2 separate regions of the Anas platyrhynchos genome follow, and region 2 is linked to region 1. A link is a contact called in public Hi-C data. All regions are on one chromosome and are shown on one strand. Each heading gives the region's core, a stretch centred on a gene start, on an enhancer-like site or on the middle of the called end of the contact. The rest is flanking DNA. Distances are from core to core; before and after follow the strand shown. Region 1 overlaps SCN8A (sodium voltage-gated channel alpha subunit 8). Region 2 overlaps TMPRSS12 (transmembrane serine protease 12).

Region 1 (3,732 bases), core at 631-3,130:
CATATTCAGAGTGGGCCAAGACTTGGCCAGTTTGAAGACTCTCAGCTACAAAAGCAAACAAAGAGACAAATGACACTTCATTTAATTTCACCTTTTAAAAAAAAGAGGAAAAAAGAGGGAAATCAGGCAGGACTTTCTAAACTGGAGGCATCACATATTTTACGAAACCATAAGTGCTTCTGCTACTGAGGTCACTGGCAGTAGGGAATGCTTAACTTCTCTTTCAACTCAGCCTTCTCTATTTGTACTTAGTTATTCCCCTACCCACCTATCTCCCTTTACAAAGGAAAAGTATGGAGCTTCTCATTTTCAAACTTTGCAATGTTAAGGAAGACTTATTTGAAGGGTATGTGTCACTTTTTTTTTTTCCTGAATATTTCTTGTCTTTCTCTGGAAAAAAAGCACTTGTTTTCCTGGCATATCCAGAACACAAAATCAAAGCTTAATATCCAGAGAATCTAATTTGGAGATGGAATTGCTGAAGCTGGATATAAATTGGAGCTTCTGAGTACTGAGCTCTTCGGAAAACCTGACCTCAGCTGCGGGATCTCTATGCCCAAAAACCCAACCTTGAGGTTTTCAGAATTTAATTTTCAAAAGCTTAACTGCTGCCAGGACAAGATAAAGCACATGAAGGCTGTAGGTATTCAGCACTTTTATTACACCGTAACCTACAGCCTAGCAAATCTGACTTGGTAAATTACCTCAAGGAACCACAGGAAATAAAAGGTGTGTTCTAACGAAGTCCTTCAACACCACCTACCAAGTGAACCTTCTCTGTATATACACAATGAGAGGAAAAGGGATGGAGGGGGTGCCTTTACTTTAGTAGCTGCAAGATTGGAACATTCGAAAAGGACTGGAATATGAATACCAATCGGAAAGATCGCAGCACGGAAAGTCCTTCCACGTTTGCTAGACCCAGTTCCATTAAACTGAGGGAGACAATAAATCCATCAAAGATGTTCCAGCCTTCTTGGAAATAATAGTAGGGATCCATGGCGATAAGCTTCAGGAACATTTCTGCTGTGAAAATTCCAGTGAAAACCTGGAGTGTTGCAGAGAGAGACAAAAGAACAAGCAAAGAATCGCTTTTGTTCATTTTCTGATCTTCAGTGTAACTATCAAACAATGCAATTCGTCACACCAGTTCAAACACGCAGTCTACACAATGTCATGTGCTTGCCCACAATAGTCTTTTCTCTCCTGAGGCAGCTTCACTGGCACGAATCTCACTGACCTACTCAGGCATACCAGCAATTAACAGGCAGATTTTTAGGTAGTAATAAGTTTTGACCAGAAAGTTGCACCCTTAGCCAGCACCTCTGAGTCACCACAGACTGCAGCGAGCACAAGCTCATGCCTCAGTGTCCCCTAGGAGCCTGTAATAGCAGCTCTTTCAGTCTAATTCTACCTTAACAAGTAGCGTAACCCAGTAGGAGCAGATCTGTAAGGAATATTTACTAACACCATCTTACCAGATTTCCTACGGAGAGCACATGTTCAAACTCGGGGGTCATGGGATGGTGCTCCATTGCCATGAACAGAGTGTTCAGCACAATACAGATGGTGATGGCCAGGTCAACAAAAGGATCCATGACAATTAAGTTCACTATCTCCTTCAGCTTGATCCAGTACGGGTGGCATTCCCAGATCAAGAACGTGTTGGCAAATCTGTACCAGCAAGGGGGACACTTCCTCTGGGACTCTTCCAGCTCTACAGTTACAAAAGAAAACAGCAATGGAGCTCAGTCTTTTTCTCTAACACTGCTGGATTTGACTCTGAGCATGGCTGAAAAACTCTCTGATCTTGCTTATGCTGAACCTCTCTCACGTCTCCCTCCTTGTACAATGATTCACCATTCTTGCAGCAAAGTTACATTTTGCCTTATCTTCACCCAAGGCTCAAAATGAAGAACTCCAGGACATGTGGCAATGGCTTAATACAGAGTTCCTAAGCAAAGAAGCTTATAACCATGGCAGATCACCAGGACAGACCCAAGAGAGTCAGGGGATGCCTTTGTACCCAGCTCCACATTGGTACCTATGTTAAGAGCCGCACGCACAGCTGCACGAGGTTACCAGGAAGTACAGTTTTAAATCTGTGCAACAGCACTGTGCGGATCTGATGATGCAATCCAAGCTAGTTTAAATGAACGGATATATTTAACTCAGGACTGATCAAGGTAAAATGGCTTAAAGCAAAGTTAAAGATTCCAAACTGTCTTCGGTGCTAGTTTTTAAATAACAAAGCTAAATGAATTCTGTGTTGAATGCAGACATGATCTAAAAGAGGAAATGCATGACATAATGCTGCAAAGGATTCTGAACAGGAACAACCTGATTAAGACAAACCACTTCCATTTACAGAAATCAAACGTAACGTTATGTCCATTTTTTAAACCGGCTTATTTCAAGTGCCTAGAAAAAAAAAAAAAAAAAAAGAGGAGCTTTCCCCCAGTTGCAATGGTTTTATTCAGGCTATACAGATGTTTGTACTGAAGATGGGTAGGGAAAGGACCCCTGCTCTCTTTCTCATTGGTTCTCTGGTTGCTTAGTATTTAGTTGCCTTGGAATTGCTAAAGTTAAAAAAGAGGACCGTAGCACTGTAGCCTGTAGGCGTTTGCGCAGGAGGGAAGCAGCAGAAGAACCTTGCTCTGTTTCTAAGTATATTTAGTTTTCATACAATTTTATTGCAGGAGACAGCAGGAATTTGAGATCATCAACCTCATATGGCTGCTGTTCACAGATTCTTACTGGTTCCTGCATAACATATTTGGAAATCTCATCTCTGTGTGATGTCCACTTCTGAATTTCCATCATGCACAAGTCCCTTTCTCCTTTGACAGCTGTCACGTTTGAGACCCTAGAGTACCTCAAATCTTTCTTCCCCTGGCCTGTGACAAGGAGGGTCTCTCCAGCCCTTGTGAGATGGCAGAAAACAGAACACCAGTATCAGACATTTTCTTAATCCTTTAATCTCCACGCCACATATTCATTACTGTAAAATTACAACGCTTTGCTGCCTTTACCTCTATATCTATATAATTCAGATGCAAAACCAAGTACAACAGCCTCATTAATGTTGCTGCATTAATTATGACTTGAAAGAAGCAGGTTTTGGTAAAAACAATGCAAATTAGGAAGCAGGAATTGCTATGTTCTGTATGTCTGAAGGGCGTGTGTGTTCCCTGTCAGGTGCCCAAGGCTCAAAGCAGATCTCTGCTGTGCAGCACCTGCCCTAACGGACCGAGCCCTGCCCTGAGCCTGTACTCCCTACCCTAAATCCCCCACCCTGCTCCCAAGAAGGCCAACCTTATAAACCAGCTCTTGCCCTAATCCCCCCAGCAACTGAGCAGCCATCTCATGAGGTTCAGCTTTACCATCCAGCATCCTCTTGGGCAAATTGAGCAGCCAGAGGTGTCCACACCTGCCCCGTCTGCTGGGGAGCACCTCTGGCCACCCAGAGGGACAGCTCCAGCACAAGAAAACAAGGGCACATGTGGGCCCCCACAGCAGGCTGAGAAACTATACTGTAACTGCCTGGTGGATGGGTCCTCTGTCTTCCTAAAACACACCACGAGAGGGCAATCAATACATGTATACTGCAAAAGCCCAAAGGCACACCTTCAAATCATACCTACCCTCAACAAGGGTATTTGTCAAGCCGGTCATTACACTGTTGGTTCGATCCTTTCTTCCATAGGAGACATTCACCTGATCCATCGAGAC
Region 2 (3,732 bases), core at 816-3,315, 47 kb after region 1:
TTCTGATGCATATGGAGGCATGATTAACAACAACATGATTTGTGCTGGCTCTCCATTGGGAGGCATTGATAGCTGTCAGGTAAGAATCAACACCATGCCCAATGTGCCACCACTAAGCCAGAGTCTCAGGGGTATCGCGATGCATTTGTAGCATAATTCATTAAAATGGCACAAATACTAAAGGAAAAATACATCAAATGGGAAAAGAAGCATCATAAATAGACAGAGAGGTGATTCAAAAAGGAACACCCATTGCTGAAAAATACACAGACTTCAGTGTTACTCAGCAAAAGAAAAGAACAAGTTAACAGAACTGAAAGGACAAAGAACACAAATGCAGTACGTATGTTATCGCTGTACACATGCAGTGTGTGTGAAGTACACATCTTGCTTGGTTTTCTGCTGTTGAAAGACAGCACTGATACTGAAAAGTGACATGGTTCAGTGGCAAGATTTTTATTTAAATGCTGAGCAATCAGCATCTCTTTCTCAGAAAAGACAATTCTCAGGTCAAAAGCCCCAGGATGCTAAAGTTGGGGCATCAGCTGTGATATGGAGACATTTATAATTAAATAAGTATATTCATAAGTGTATCATTAGTCTGATACACTTCCTGCTTTCCTCAGCACTTTTCCTCTAAGCAAGTAATTTGGCAAAAATTCAACGTTGTGTATTCATTACTATGTTTCTTGGTAATTGCAATACTACACTGTACAGAAAATACATTCTGGTAACAACGGACATGTAAGAAAGTTTATGGAGATAAGCCTTAGAATGAAAAAGGTACCAAAAAAAAAAAAGAATTAAGAAACAAATAACAACAAAGAACAAAAAAAAAAAATCCACAGAACTTTACTTAGACAGTGAAACTAATATAGACATGTTTTTTTAGTCAAGGTAGTGTCCCTCAGTATCACAGATCTTTATTTTAATTGGCCTGTGTACTACTATCCATATATTACTGTCTTTATTACTGTCTAGGTAACTTGGCAGATTTTTAAAATGTAATTTTAAAAAGTGGATACATCACTAACATTTCTACATTGGTTTCTGGAAGGGAATGTATGTCACTAGTCTTTTATATTATTTATTTATAGGGAGACAGCGGTGGACCTTTAGTATGCTATCACCCTGGTGACAACAAATTCTATCTACTAGGGGTTACTAGCTTTGGATATGGCTGTGGCCGACAAAATTACCCTGGGGTCTACGTCTGTGTACCTCACTACAGAAGGTGGATAAGCTCTCAACTTCTCCTGAATGGCAAGGCTGGGAATCCTGTGAGCATTACGCTTATGATTTTTCTGACTGTCAGATGTATAGTGTTCATGTAGACTTTCTAAAGTCTACAAACCACCGCATCATCATAGTACAGATTTGGTCTGCCTGTTAAAACTTGGCAAAGAGGAGCTAACTCATGTTTCGGAATAAATCTCTGAGCAAAAATACATATATATATTTTTTTTTTAAAGAAGGCATGTTTTTATCCAATCTGCATGGGTACAAAACCTTAAAAGCACACTTTGCAGGTGTATTATTTCTTGTAAATGTAGGAACTAAAGCAAAGCACATGCAATAGTTAACATATACGTTCATTAGGATTTTCTAGGAATGTAAGGTTTCAAACTGTGATATCCCCCATCGTTTTTGAGGTATGAAGCGTATTACATGTGTATTGTTGCTCTGAATTGCAAGATCTTAGCATTCTTACAATATGTGATCTCATCAAGTTTTTTTTTCTTGTTAAAAACTACTTTGATAGACATGTATGAAGACAAAGTAACATAATAGTTTTAGGCTATAAGCATGAAATCTAGCTAATTAAAAATGTTTACCAGTACTTCCAAGTATGTGTCCTAAAAGTTTGTAATTTTATCATCATCTTTTCTGTCTTCTGTCTTTAATACCCATGCTGACAAGTAGAGGGAATGATAGCAGCCTTGACCCTAATAATGGAAATGAATATTGAAATGTTACTTACTGAAAATATTTGTTCTTACCCTATTTCTAGCTTTCAGAAGCTCGTGTGTTACTTAATACTACTGCTACAATTTTGTAGATGGCAGAGATACTCCCTCTGCTGGGTGAATATTAGTAGAACACAATGCTCTTAACAGAGCCTTAACTTTAACAAGAAAAAAAAAAAAAGCAGAAACATAAAAGATATTCTCCATTACTTGTTTTTAGTGATGTAGTAGTTTGGCTGCTGGAAGGATACATCAGGGAGAAAAATCTCTCGATGCCGTTCCATAGACCAAATACTTTATTTTTGGTCACGGTAAAGAGCTGGTACTACACAACATAGGGATTTGGTCAGAACTACTGCAGTTGTATGTTAATTAAAAATAAATTGATCAATAAATAAGGAACATCAGCATTAGATTTTGGCGACTTTATTTACCAAGGTCAAAATCTGCAACCATCTAATTGTTTTGACAAATATTTACAATTCATATAAAGCATGTACTTTCGTTTGGAAATAATCAGCAGAACAGTACTTGGTACTACACCTCTTACTCTCAGGATATAGATTTTATTCTCTTACCATCTAGATTTTGAATTAAGTCCAAAATAAGCACTTCATGATAAGTGATGACTTAAAGAGCAAACCCATGTTACTGTTTAATATTTCCATGATGAAAAATAAGCTGCTCTTCCCAAACACTATTTTAAGAGGATAAAAATTTACTAACGTTATGTCTGGCAGCACTACATAGTTGTTTCACTTGCTGAATACAGAAAGAATTGGCCACCATATTTTATACAGTCTTAACACTTGATAGCTTTTTTTATTATTATTCTGTATTACAAAAGAAGGTAAAGGAACAACAGCACACAGTGAGGATCAAAATACCATACAGAGGAGTTATCAAATTAGTTTCAGTACTGTAGGTCAAACCCTCTTAAACATATGCCAAATAGCGTACACACACCTGATGGCAGACAGCAAAAAAGTCCAATTTTCTGAGGTGCTAAGCACATCCCATGGTGTTCATTTTTCCTGAAATTCCACTGACAGAGAGGAGGAGGCACCGAGCACCTCTTTCAGAGCAGTTTACTAATGGAAGGACTTTCTCAACCTTGCTCGTTATTTTTGATGTGAAACAAAAGCATTTTTTTGTTTTTTGACGTGATTGAGAACACAAATATATTCTCCAGTTTGGCCTAAAGGAAACGTATTGTGGATGATGTCCGTAACAATGTTATATTTATAAACTTTAGGAAAAAAAAATATAGCCTACTAACAACGTGATTGTGGAATGCAGTCTTTCTCATACCATTTGCAAAGAGCTCTGCTTGCTAAGAAGCCCATTAATTCAAAAATGAGTAAAATAAAAAATACTGACTGACCATATGATAAGCAGTACACATCTAGGGAGTGAGTACATCTTTTAATTTCATTCAGATCTGAGCTAGCACAACACACACACATAGCTCTAACACCTTTTTAATAGCATAGTCCATAGTGCAATTCCCGCTGACATAACTGGAAGCAGGATTCAATCCTAACTATGGAAATAGTGTATTTATTATTCATGCAATAAGCACTGCATACACATTTTTCTATTTCACAGAATCACAGGATCACAGAATGGCTGAGGTTGGAAGGGACCTCTGGAGGTCATCTGGTCCAACCCCCCCTGCTCAAGCAGGGTCACCTAGAGCCGGATGCCCAGGACCATGTCCCAGAGGGCTTTTGAACACCCCCACAAATGGAGGTTCCACACCCAA

Evidence for each region. Hi-C and Micro-C count contacts between places; a contact is called where the count stands out from the background.
Region 2: a Hi-C map of skeletal muscle shows a contact between it and region 1, with 3 times the contacts expected there. The contact joins two enhancer-like sites. A contact is called at or near these places in 2 of 8 Hi-C or Micro-C datasets (skeletal muscle and subcutaneous adipose tissue).

What each region holds. Positions count from the first base shown.
Region 1 is chr34:1,171,716-1,175,447 of IASCAAS_PekinDuck_T2T, forward strand. SCN8A (sodium voltage-gated channel alpha subunit 8) reads right to left here. Exons shown (of 27, transcript XM_072031849.1): 13 at 3,645-3,732; 14 at 1,479-1,717; 15 at 875-1,048; 16 at 1-45. Among named protein-coding and RNA genes, the nearest start is that of TMDD1, 29 kb to the left of the region's middle. Within about 2 kb of position 1,881, at least 1 of the 8 cell types and tissues checked has an H3K27ac peak or open chromatin away from gene starts, as enhancers often do.
Region 2 is chr34:1,218,891-1,222,622 of IASCAAS_PekinDuck_T2T, forward strand. TMPRSS12 (transmembrane serine protease 12) reads left to right here. Exons shown (of 5, transcript XM_072031854.1): 4 at 1-79; 5 at 1,098-1,847. The coding sequence ends at 1,334. It overlaps ATF1 (activating transcription factor 1), which reads right to left. Exons shown (of 8, transcript XM_027445718.3): 8 at 2,378-3,732. Among named protein-coding and RNA genes, the nearest start is that of TMPRSS12, 4.4 kb to the left of the region's middle. Within about 2 kb of position 2,066, at least 1 of the 8 cell types and tissues checked has an H3K27ac peak or open chromatin away from gene starts, as enhancers often do.